Linked DNA regions of Mus musculus: all the other regions are linked to region 1. The links are chromatin contacts, called in public Hi-C, HiChIP or PLAC-seq and promoter capture Hi-C maps. All regions are on one chromosome and are shown on one strand. Each heading gives the region's core, a stretch centred on a gene start, on an enhancer-like site or on the middle of the called end of the contact. The rest is flanking DNA. Distances are from core to core; before and after follow the strand shown.

Region 1 (2,772 bases), core at 257-2,756:
CCAATGTAGGTAACAGGTCTCACCCAGTCTGCTTGTCAGGATGACAAGGTTTCCACGACTTGGATAGGGAAGATGACAACTTGGATAGGGAAGGTGACAACATACGCCAGCCAGCTAAACATTCTGTTTTAGGTTTCTCTGAACAATCATTTCTCACTCTTCATTTTTGACTGCCCTAGGCTCCATGTTTCTCATCAATTCAAACCTACTGCAACAGCACCCCAGCTCTTGTTTTTTTATATATAACACTTAAATAATGAACAGGACTCAGATCGCCTGGAGATCTCTCCTCACTCTATTATAGCAGGTATCTGTGATTTTAATTAGACAAACCGCCATCCCTCTCCTTTACCCACCATACTGTCAAGTGCCTGTTAAGGATATTACAGTAATAACTATTAGCGCCTCTTAAATTCCCATTAACAATAACAGAGAAATGGAATGTCAGGTAATGAAAAGAAGAAAAAAAAAACCTTCACAGATGTCATAATGATCCAAAGTTTAGAGAAACAAAAAAAAAATCATTAGTAAGTTATTTTCTTTTCGTTTTTCCTAGTGCCCTATGCATGCCTTGGTCAGAATGTAGTGATTTGCCTCTCATTGGACTGGAAAGTTTTTCTTGCGGGGGGGGGGGGGGGTTGGGGGGGGAGGCGGGGCGGGTAAACTAGAGAAAGTAGGAAGACTAGTAGTTGGATGACTTCTCCCAAGTGTCAATGCCAACTCACAATTTCCCTTCCAAAGCCTCGCTACTGCGACGCTTGCAATGGAAGAAGGTAAATTCAACAAGAGAGCAACGTGGAGGAAGGAGCTGCTGAGTCTAACACTAGTTAAGTCTCTAGGAGGCACGGACCAAGTGGGCAGGCAGGAGTTTTCACACAGGCCTTTCATACAAGACTCCACTTCTACTATCCTCCTGGACCCCTGCAGGTCCCCACAGACAAGCACAAGGGGGTCACAAGCGACACCCCGCGGGGTTGACTGGGGCAGGTGAGCTGCCTCGGGAGTCTGGGGAGCGAGCACGTGGCTGCCGAGCGAGCTCGGGCTTAGAGCCGCCCCCGGGCAGAGCCAGTAAGCGGCTGAGAAACCTCTGCGTTCCAACAGTGCGCCCAACTTTTGGGAACTCGCCCCCAGCGCGGGGTGCCAGTGCCCGGGCAAGGCTGATGGGAGCCATTAGAACGATCCGGGTCGTGGGGTGTGCACTCTGACCCCCGCGATCCCCGACACCTCGGACGCCGCACAGCCCGCCGCGCTGCGGGGAGCACCGGATCGCCAGGGGTCGCGCGGGGCGAAGAGGCCGCGGAGCATGGGGCACCACGGCGGGTGGCTCGCGTGGCCCGGGCCGCGCTCACCTGGGACCTGACCGCCAGGAGCGGCCGCAGCGCTCGCTCTCGCAGAAGCTTCCCAGCCTGCGCCGCGATGGCCACCGGGGACGCCATCTTAACCAGGAACCTGAAGAGAGGCGGCGAGGGGGAGGGAGGGGGCGGAGGAGGGAGCCCGCCCGGGCCCAGGCCTCGGGAGGGGGCGGGGCAGGAGAGGAGGGACGGAGCTAGAAAGGAGGGGCGGGGCGGGAGAAAGGGCGGGGAGGAAAGCGGGTGCAGTAGAGAGCTGGGGTGAGGGAATTGGGAAAAAGAAAGGAAGGAGGGGGCTGGGGGCGGTGGAAGACCCCCCCACCCACTCCTCACCTTGTTACCCCTACCCCCCACTACCTTCACCATCTCACCCCAAGGCCATGTGGCTTCCCAGAGCTTACTGCATCTTGCCTGGCTTTCAGGCAAAAGCAGATCTCAGCCCCAGGGGCACTGACTTAAAACTGGCCCTGGGAGTGACAGATTAGACCTTGACACTGCAGTGAGGGCTGCTAGGTCTGGCCCTAGGAACTGATACCACCTTCAGAGGACACACCTTGGAGAGAGTAATGTTCCAAGGGAAGGAATTAGGATCAATGCTACCCTTAGTTCCTGGGCCATGTGGGGGCACAAGCTTGGGTGTGGGTGTTGTGAGTGTACTGGGTTTTGGTTGGGTAGTAGTGGTTTGTTGTTTTGGTTTTGGTTTTTGAGATAGGGTTTTTGTCTATCTTCCATTGGCCAGAAATTCATCTCGAACTCCTGACCCTGCCTCTACTTCCAAAATACTGTGATTATAAACAGGCACCACCCTGTCTCTTTGCGAAAGTGATGGAGGGTTTTGGGCCTACCTTAGTGACATCTGTTTTCTTGCTACTTAACCTTAAATTAATAAAAAGCTATTGCTGGATTTTCTACTCTACAAGGAGAAAAGTGTTTGTGTACAGTATCCAGGCTGCTATGCACTTACATAAAATACAAATCACAGTAACAACTAGTATGTACCAGACATTGAACAATTAGGAACACATTTAAGCTTCATGGCGACATTTTAGGTAGATGGCATTTCTATACTCATTCTGCAGAAGAGAAAACTGAGGCATACAACAGATAAGAAACATAACAGGGGCTAGATAATGAGATATGAGATTCAAACTCATGTTTCACCCCCTCAGCACTACTTGGGGATATTTTTTAATTGGGTGTTGGGTTTGTTTTTGTTTTTTTATGATCACAAGACAGACAAGGGACACTATAGCAACAGTCCCCTCACAAGAGTGTCCTCTGTCGGCTTCCTTTAAACTTCCATTTGATGTAAATTCACATTGACAGAGAAGCTGTAGGAACATTACTCCAAGAGACCCCAACAGTCTTTATGCCGCTTCACCGAGGATTTACATTTGGCCCACATCTGTCCTTGATAAGCCTT
Region 2 (3,007 bases), core at 54-2,553, 170 kb before region 1:
GTAGGCGTGGTAAGGACTGAGAGAGGAGTCTGAAAACCTGCCCTAATCTAAGTGCAAACTTGTGTTCCCACTTTCTTAACATGCTGGGTTGCACATTCCCGTGTGTCCATGTGCATGCGTGCGCTGGCACATGTGCACTTGTGTGCACACTGAGGTGCCAAGGGTTAACACTCGGTCTCTTTCTTAGTTATACCATACATTGTTTTTGTGACAATGACCCTCAATGAACCTAGAGCTCACCAACTGCGAGGGTGGCTGGCTAGTGACCCCTATGATCTTTCTAACTCCAGCCCCCAAGAGCCCCTCAGAGATGCAGTTAAAGCTTTCATAACTGGCCTTTACATGGATGCAGGGGATGGGAACTCAGGTCCACAGGCATACATGGCCAGCACTTTACCAACTGAGCCATCTCCCCAGCAAGAGCTATGGGGAGACAGGGATCGGTAGGGAAGAATTTACTGGTAACTATATTTATGAACATTCTACTCATGTATTTACCTTTGTTACCTCTGAATGTTAAGAGATACTCTGCTTGAGTTCTCCCTCAGGTGTCAGTGTGCATACAGTTTCTGTAATAATATATAGGAAAAGAAACGAGACTGATAGGCCAGGCTTTCAGCTGGTTTGGCTGTAGTGGTATAGCTCTGTGAAGCTATCTGAATCTATGTGGCTACATCCACAGTGTGATGTTTTGAAGATCGGAGGGCTCTCAAAAGCCCAGGGATTTGTAGAAAACCCAAGGCCTCGAAAGCCTGTGGCCAGGGATGTCCAGACTAGGAAGAACTGATCACGTCAGTAAGCTATTTCCTCTGTTCCCTTCCCACAATGCAGACCCCACCCTCTCCTAAGATTTGGTCATTCTGGTGGTGTGGCAAGTCTTTGTGAGATTTCTCTTTCTCCCCACTCCTCTCTCTAAGAATAAAATCCCAAACTCCTAATTTGGTCGTTCACCCACCCTGAGGGGAGCCCAGCCTAAGCTTAGCCTCCTCAGCGTTCTTCTCTTGGCCTTCAGCTGCTGCACTTCCCTTTTTCTCTGCTCTGCTTGCTCGGTCCCTTTGTTCACTCATGTGTCACTACTTTACAGACCCCCTCTCTGCTCACCCCACTTGCAGTAACTCAAGACTTACTGTTGAGACTCCACCAAATAGTAGATTGCTTGCCAGCGGTAGCTGGGCTCAGACTGTAATTTCCAACTTAATGGAACCCGGTGAGATGCAGTCCTAGGAAACTTGGGGCCTCTTCTGGTTGTGTCTGGCTCACAGACTGACAGACCATCTTCCCACACCTTCCTGTCTGCCGGGTCAGAGCCAGCCTCTCCTAGTCCCTTGCCACTCCCCCTAATATTTGTTCACAAGATCCTGTCTGGGTCAGGTCTTGAGACTGTGACAAATACACTCATTCCTGCCCAATTTTTGGCTTCTTGACCTGAAGAAAATTATCCAGAGTGGCACCTGGCAGTATGTGCTGTACCCAGCTCTCTGGGTGGTTCTCCAGCATGATAGACTTTGACAAGTAGGCTCTAAGGTTGTGTTGCTAATTGTGGTGAGAGAAAGACCAAAGGCTGAGGCTTCTGTATATTGCATCTCCTGCCCAGCCTTTATGTTGCATCTCTGTCAAAACACTCTACCCTAAAAAACCAAACTTATGCTGGTTAGCTTTTTATAGGTACTTTAAATAAAAAATCAAAACCAAACAACCAGATTGTATGAAATGGGTGTTCATATACCAGGTAACTGAAAGGGCTTGCTGGAGAGTCGGCTTGGTTGCACTGACGGCCTCCATGTATCTAAAGGGCTTTTTTGCAGCTTTTAAGGAAGGAAAAAATAAACTTCTCAATTTATAGCTCTGTCTTGTGAGGGAAGCAAAATCTGATGTTCTGCCATTACTAACTCGGAAAGCAGCCACGCTTATCAAGATGGCATCTGACAGGATGGAGTGGGTCTGCCCTTGCCGCTATCGATTTCCATGTGGAAAAACTTAGACCCTGTTCAGCTCTTCTTTTCCTTTTAAAAGACACACTCTGGCTCCAGGGAGAAATGCTACAGTTTCGGAGGAGCCCAGTTATCAATGCCAACTAAATGTTTTCTTGAACCAAACACATCCATGATGCATATCTACCCTGTATTCACTCAAGATCATGAAAAAAAAAAAAAAAGAAGACATACAAAGAACTTCTTTCTGCAGAGGTCACATGTGAAGAAAGAGACGCACACACATATACATACAAATGAATGAAACCATCTTTTTCTTCTTTTCACAAGCAGGGGGTGAGCCTGTGCATGTGTGCATGTTCACATGTGCTCCCAGAGGTGGGAAGCAGAAGTCAAGATGTCAGGAATCTTCCTGCAGAATCCTCCTATTCTCTGAGACAGGGTCCCTCAATCAAAACGAAAGGTTGCCAATAGGGCTAGCCTGGGCAGTCAGTTTGTTCTAGAGCATCCCCTAGCCCAGGCTCTGCATTCTGAGGCTAGAACTAAAGGAACCTTACCTGCCTCGTGTTTATGTGGGTTTTGGGCATACAAGCGTGGGTCGTCTTGCTTGTATAGCAAGCATTTTAAGTGCTGAGCCATCTCCCAAGCCCAAAATAACACTTCAAAACAAACAAACAAACAAACAAACAAACAAAACTCTCACAAACTTTTCATGTGTATGTTCACACTGTTGGACAGCCCGCACTTAATAAACACAGAGAGAGCAACAGGAACATGTTACATTATAAACAGATTTATCTCTACCACTGACTTTGTTCATTCTGAATGCTCGTAACATGTGCCTGAGAATGACAGGTCAAATCACATTTCTTTTTTGACACACCAAAAGCAATGTTGCACAACAATACCTATGAATATTTTACTGTTTTCATTTCCATAAAAAAAGGGACTTCTGCTGGGCAGTAGTGGCGTACGCCTTTAATCCCAGCACTTGGGAGGCAGGTGGATCTCTGAGTTCGATGCCAGCCTGGTCTACAGAGTGAGTTCCAGGACAGGCAGGGCTACACAGAGAAACC
Region 3 (3,030 bases), core at 386-2,885, 230 kb before region 1:
CTGCCTTCAATGTTCCAGCTACAGCAGGCTTGTCAGATGTGCTGCTGGAGCACTCAGTGATCTCTACATCGCAACAGGGATGAGCCCTGTGGGGCAGCTTAGTGATATTTCCCACAGCCTGCTACACGTCCCTGTCAGCGCTGGGTTTGCTTCTCAGGGAATCTTGCAGTATCAGCTACATGTTACATGTGAGCTGACAGACTGGGTAAGGACAGCCACAGTCACAAACGATGATGCCTGAGGACAGAGGTTTGGACAGATCCTTCTCTGATCATTTTGAAGAGCTGAGGGTTCTCCAGAGGCCTTGGCAGTGACTCCATGTCCTGGCATTCCATTTGCCCTGGCTACTCTCCAGGGCAGGCTCTAAGCTGCAAACAATTCTCTTACCATGTGGTGAGCCAAGTGAAGAGAGTCCTCACACTCGAGTTATGTTGATGGGTGCAGTCGGGGAAACGGTGAAGGGAGCCTTCCCTCTACCTCCTGGCGGCATCTTCAGTGCCACACCAAAATACCTAATTGCTTTATAATTTCAGGATCTACTAAAGCGAATTTTAATTATACTTGCTGTTATACTTTAATTACAGTCTTAATTATTAAGCACATACTATCACACTTGGAAGAAGCAGGGTGTGAAGGGATTGTAACACTCAAAGAGCCCAGGAATAAACTGGACTGCACTGAGAAGTGAATCCAGAGAGAGCCGCCATGAGCAGACGGAGGTCAGAAGGAGGCTGGGGGGAGGCCAACCCAGGACACAGGTGAGGAGGACATCATGGGGAACAAGCCAGAGAAGGATGAGCATGTGAGGAGAGAAAGGCAGGGTGAGGAATTGGGGAGCTTGCCATGTGGCCTCCGCACTTGCCCTGTCCTTTGTCTCCCTCTCTTCCCCTGCATGGCTAGGCTTTGCCCGCATCCTGGCCTGGCCAGCAATTACTACCATTTGCTTCCTCCTTCTGGTTGAGGAAGCAGCTGGAGGGGAAAGAGAAGAGAGATTGCAAAGAAAAAGGAGCCAGTAAAAATCAGGTCATGGGGAGTGAGGATGCCCTGGGCAAATGCTTGTGAGTGTCTCCATCTTTGGGGGAATGGTGTTATTGGCGCGTTTGAGGCTTCTTTCTGACCTCCATGGCTGACATCTATTCCAAGCCCCCTTTCTGACTTTATTTCTAAGTAGAAACCATCACAGCCACTTTAAACTCTGACATGGAATTAAGTGTTCTAAAGAGTGTGTTTATGCCCTGCACACAATTAGGATGGGGACTGATCACTTTCCCACACTTAAATGGTGCTGCTGATATGCTTTAATATTTATTAAATGCTGCCATGCTTCTCAATGGGGCTGCAGGACAACATGCTAATAACCACCCATACACATAACCGATCAACCCGCACAGCTCAGCTGGCTGTCACTTCTCAACTCTGGCTTCTTGACCGCTGTCTGGCCATGTGGCTACCTACCCACTTCCAGGCCTTGAGAATGACAGCGTGTAGAGAAACAAAGGGGGCACTGGCTCAGCACAGACTCCTACTCGGCTGCTAGCAGACATGAGAAAAAGAAGCACATGAAGCAGGTAAAAACGTCTCTGCTTCCAAGTGGTCTATAGTGGCTTCCTGCCACTGGGTGGAGGAAGAGAGCTGTAAACAGAGATGCAGGGGTAATTTATCAATCCACCCTGTGCTTTCACCATGCAAGAGAGAGGACACTGGGCAGGGCTGACAGGGTTTGAGTGAAGAGATGCAGCCTCTGCCCTGCCCCAACTCAGGCTGGCCTTTACCCCAGGAGCAGAGGATAACACTGTCCAGTGCAGACGCCTCTCTTGAATTACTGCTTTTATAGGCATTCAGATGTGCGTATGTGTGTATGTATGTATGTACATATGCATGCATGTATGTTTTTATATAAATGTGTGTGTACACATGTATGTCTATGGAGGCCAGAGATCAACACTGAGCATATTCCTTGATCACTCTCTACCATATGTTTTCAGACAGGGTTTCTCACTGAACCTAGAGGTCAATTTACCAAATTGGCCAGACTGGCTGGCCAGAAACTGGCACCTGCTTACCTCCCTTCACTGTTACCTCCACAGCTCAGCCCAGCCCAGCTCAGCCCAGCCCAGCTCAGCCCAGCCCAGCCCAGCCCAGCTCAGCCCAGCTCAGCCCAGCCCAGCCCAGCCCAGCCCAGCCCAGCCCAGCCCAGCCCAGCCCAGCCTAGCCCAGCCCAGCCCAGGGGTTACAGGTGTGAACTCTGCTGCCCCTCCTGCTAACATGGGCTCTTGGGATCTGAACTCAGGTCCTCATGTTTGTGCAGCGGGCTCTATACTATAACTAAGTCAACTCCCTGGCCTGATCATTCAGGTTTTTGCTCCTTTTAAAAGAATACAACGCCACTATTAAGTACATATTGACTACATGTTACCAGATTTTAAAAGAGACTACGAAGATAATATTAAAAACAGTATAAGCTTGCTGTCTATGTATGATTACTGGTTCTTAAATATCATAAAACTCAATTCTCAAAGCAAATCTAAAAGCAACATCATTTTAGCCCAACTTCACAGATAAAGTACCCAAGGTACCAGGAACTTAGCAGCTGACCTAATGACTCCCAGAAAGTTGGAAGATAGAAAAAGAGTAGAGTTCAGATTTATCTGAAATCAAAACCACACGCTGGCCATGTACCATAGAGCACCATGCAAAAAAGAATGCTGGTAATTCTTTAAGCTAAGCCTTCACTTCATCTCACTGGGGGAAACTGAGGCTCAGGTACTAGGGAATCTACTTGGTCAAGCAATCAGTGAGCTATCACAGGCCTGATTCAGCCTCCTGTTCTAAATCAGGGCTGGCACACGCTGGCTTTTAAGCCCAATGCAGCCCACAGTCTCTTTGCATGCTACTTGTAAGCTAAGAATAGTTTTCATATTTTTAAATAGCTGGGCAAAAAATCAGAATAATATTTTGTGATACATGAAAATTACATGAAATTCAAATTTCAGTGCCCATAAATAGAGTTTTGATGGAGCAGGGCCAAGC
Region 4 (2,890 bases), core at 299-2,798, 210 kb before region 1:
CATCTTGGTCTTCAAAACCTGACTGTGGTCTGAGCTAGAGGGAGAATCCGACGTGCAGATCCTTCCGTGCAGCCCGATGACCCTCTTCTGACCGAGATTTATGCCTTTGATACTGTTTAATTTGTAATTATGACCAAGAAAACTATAATGACAAAAATCTATCTTCAGAGAGAAAATGAATACTCATTTTCAGAACAAGGTAGCTGAACAAATACTGAAGACATGGTGATCATATGCATTGTAATTGGCTGTTTGGTATTGATAATGATGATTAGGCTGTATCTGAGCTCTGTGAGGGAGGCCTCCAACCTGCTAACAGTGACTGTCTGAGGAGCACCAGAGTTAAAATGACTGTATTATACAGTTGTTGCCCAGCTCTGAAGTTACATAAGCACCAACAATCTCATTACTTATTTATGTTAGGTGCATATAAGCAAAATGCATATGGACTTCTAGCACTATGTAGGTACAGGCAACCTTGCAACTCGAACAGCAGCTTAACAGGTAGAAAACAATGTAAATGCTGCACCATAAAATTCTAAACTCACACACTAGGTAATGTTCCCCAAACAGCATCATCCTCTGGTCAAATGACTTGGGCTCTTGATCTGAGCGGCTCCATAAACTCTCTGTGTTCTAACCTAACTAACTAATTTAATCACTCTCTGAAAAGAGGTAATGGGTTGGAAAAATGCTTACTTGAGTGTTCTAATGAAGTGTCCAAGACTTGGGATATTTGTGGTTCTGTGCCACAAAAACCTCAGCCTCATCTACAGAGATGCCCTTTCTTCCTACTTGTGTTAAATTTATGTTATCTAAAGAAAGTTTTCACTTAGAAACAGCAACCAAGAATACCCTGACCTGCATGGCCTACAGCTGATTCTCCATTTGTCAGCAAACACAGAAACCATGGCTGAGTCAACTATTCAAAGGATTTTCAAGGAGGAAGGAAATTCCTCTGGGCATACGTATGTTGGTTGGGCTTGGGTTAAAAAGAAAGAGATTTGGAGAATAAAGCAGATGTGTTTAGTATCCATTACAGAGTCACTTCCTATATTCTTTTGAACTAGTATCAGAGTTAGAACCACAATTATAAAAACCACTTGGACAACCTGAATGCCTGGGTTTCTGTTTGGCGTGTCTGTAATATTTACTGTAAGAGCTAACTGCATGTATAATTTGGCCACAGAGTCATCTAGGCATAAAAAGAAGAACAAAGAGACAGTAACAACGTTTACCAATAGGTAAAAAGCTTTTTTAAAAAAGGACAGACATGTAAGCCTCACCTAAGAAATGAACATTAGGATGGTATTTTAGTTAACTGTCTCTTGCTGTGATAAAACACAATGGCCACAAACAACTTGGGAAGGAAAGCTTTTATTTCAGCTTATAGGCCACATTGCAGTCCATCACTGAAGAAAGTCAGGGCAGAAACTTGAGGCAGGGACTGAAGCAAAGGGCATGTGAAGGGCAATTGCTCACTGGTTTGCTCCTCAGCTCTTGCATAGCCTACCTCCCTTACGCAACAGGACCATCTGTCCAGGAATGGTGCCATACAGTGTGGTGGTGCAGGCTTCTACATCAATCATTAATCAAGAAGGTAACTCAATAGACTTGCCTACAGGCCACATTTTTGGAGTTATCATCTCAGTTTAGATTCCCACTTTCCCAGATATGTCTGAGTTTCTGTCAAACTGACAAAACCCAATCACAAGAAATAGACTTTTAAGAAAATGGACTTTTAGTGTCTTACCATAAAAACCTGAAAACCTGGGTTTAATCCCCAAAGCACATGTACAAAGTTAGCTGTGGTAGTACATCTGCAATCGCCACCATCCTCTGGCAAGATAGAGGTAGACATGGAGAATTAGCTGGAAGCTTCTGTGTCAGCTAGTTTGGAGATTGCAACACAGTGAGAGAAACAAGAGAGCTCCTGCCTCAAAGCAAGGCAGAAGGGGAAAACTGATTTCTGGAACTTGTCCTCTGGCCTTCACTTCTACACTGTGGTCATGTGACCATAAATACCCCAGGGCTTGGACTCTTCTGCAAATTCTCAAGTAATCATTTTTCCAGCCCATTAACTCTTTTCAGAAAGTGACTAGGTCAAAAGGAAAAGAAATATTCTGGTAACAAAAATGGCTTCCAAACGTAAAAGGTAGTCCCTTTCATGGAGAACAGTCATTCCTAATGAAGTAGTAGCTGTAATCCATGGCCAGTTTTAATTTGTCAATTTGACACAACTTAGAATCACCTTCGAAGAAAAGCTTCAATGAGGGACTGTCCGTACTGGGTTGACCTAATGGCACGTCTGTGATGAACCCTCTTAGTTAACTGGTGTGAGAAGACCCAGACCACTGTGGGCAGCACCATTCCTTAGGCAGTGGGTGCTGAACTTTATGAGTGGAAAATGAAGATGAGTAAGCAAGCAGTATGTTTCCATTCCTTTCTCTCCACTCTTGACTGTGGATGTCAGGTGTCTAGCTGTTTGAGGTTCCTGGCTTGACTTCCCCATGGTGATGGGCAATAACCTAGAAATGTAAGCTGAAAAACTCTTTCCTCTAAGTTCCTTCCTTTTTGTCAGGGTATTTTATCACAGCAACAGAAATGAAACTAGAACGCTATATTTTATTTGTATGAGAGCTACACTGGTACAGATTAAGAATATTTATTGGCTCATTCTTTGTGAACAACATTGTCCAATCATCTCAGACTTATGTCACCTTGATGAATGTGAACATGTGTACTCCATCACCATTAGCTGGGGAATTGATATAGAAAACACTCACACAACTGGAAACTTGGTGAAGGACCCATTTATTAATCTATAAACAGGCAGTCTATCTGTCTATCCCCACAACATAATGGCCTCCACAGGCTAACTGTTCCTAAG

The links. Promoter capture Hi-C pulls out the DNA fragments that hold promoters and counts their contacts. A called contact is a pair of places that touch in the nucleus more often than the background predicts. HiChIP or PLAC-seq counts read pairs in DNA pulled down with a chosen protein or histone mark.
Region 2: a contact with region 1 is called in a Hi-C map of the HPC-7 cell line, with 1.7 times the contacts expected there. The contact joins the enhancer-like site here to the promoter of Suclg2 in region 1. A contact is called at or near these places in 4 of 39 promoter capture datasets (3T3-L1-derived adipocytes, the C10 cell line, the HPC-7 cell line and 1 more), 2 of 484 Hi-C or Micro-C datasets (the HPC-7 cell line and nephron progenitors), 4 of 115 datasets of contacts at active chromatin or transcription factors (fetal liver, forebrain, microglia and 1 more) and 4 of 9 other capture datasets (adipose tissue, embryonic stem cells, liver and 1 more).
Region 3: an H3K27ac HiChIP or PLAC-seq map of microglia shows a contact between it and region 1, with 5 times the contacts expected there. The contact joins the enhancer-like site here to the promoter of Suclg2 in region 1. A contact is called at or near these places in 6 of 39 promoter capture datasets (the 3T3-L1 cell line, 3T3-L1-derived adipocytes, the C10 cell line and 2 more), 10 of 484 Hi-C or Micro-C datasets (B cells, the G1E-ER4 cell line, the N1E-115 cell line and 6 more), 5 of 115 datasets of contacts at active chromatin or transcription factors (Th17 cells, differentiating embryonic stem cells, embryonic stem cells and 2 more) and 2 of 9 other capture datasets (embryonic stem cells and liver).
Region 4: a promoter capture Hi-C map of liver shows a contact between it and region 1, with 2.8 times the contacts expected there. The contact joins the enhancer-like site here to the promoter of Suclg2 in region 1. A contact is called at or near these places in 5 of 39 promoter capture datasets (3T3-L1-derived adipocytes, the HPC-7 cell line, hippocampal neurons and 2 more), 5 of 484 Hi-C or Micro-C datasets (MC3T3-E1-derived osteoblasts, cerebral cortex and liver), 5 of 115 datasets of contacts at active chromatin or transcription factors (bone marrow-derived macrophages, embryonic forebrain, embryonic stem cells and 1 more) and 3 of 9 other capture datasets (adipose tissue, embryonic stem cells and pancreatic islet).

Annotation. Positions count from the first base shown.
Region 1 is chr6:95,717,340-95,720,111 of GRCm38.p6, forward strand. Suclg2 (succinate-Coenzyme A ligase, GDP-forming, beta subunit) reads right to left here and starts at 1,507. Exons shown (of 11, transcript NM_011507.3): 1 at 1,350-1,507. The coding sequence starts at 1,436.
Region 2 is chr6:95,551,463-95,554,469 of GRCm38.p6, forward strand. All of the region lies in intron 9 of Suclg2 (succinate-Coenzyme A ligase, GDP-forming, beta subunit), which reads right to left. Among named protein-coding and RNA genes, the nearest start is that of Suclg2, 170 kb to the right of the region's middle. Within about 2 kb of position 1,304, at least 39 of the 459 cell types and tissues checked have an H3K27ac peak or open chromatin away from gene starts, as enhancers often do. A contact at or near this core is called in the HPC-7 cell line, microglia and regulatory T cells, where this site is marked.
Region 3 is chr6:95,482,971-95,486,000 of GRCm38.p6, forward strand. All of the region lies in intron 10 of Suclg2 (succinate-Coenzyme A ligase, GDP-forming, beta subunit), which reads right to left. Among named protein-coding and RNA genes, the nearest start is that of AY512915, 150 kb to the left of the region's middle. Within about 2 kb of position 1,636, at least 34 of the 459 cell types and tissues checked have an H3K27ac peak or open chromatin away from gene starts, as enhancers often do. A contact at or near this core is called in the N1E-115 cell line, cerebral cortex and microglia, where this site is marked.
Region 4 is chr6:95,510,388-95,513,277 of GRCm38.p6, forward strand. The region is part of intron 9 of Suclg2 (succinate-Coenzyme A ligase, GDP-forming, beta subunit); the gene reads right to left. Among named protein-coding and RNA genes, the nearest start is that of AY512915, 180 kb to the left of the region's middle. Within about 2 kb of position 1,549, at least 6 of the 459 cell types and tissues checked have an H3K27ac peak or open chromatin away from gene starts, as enhancers often do. A contact at or near this core is called in hepatocytes and liver, where this site is marked.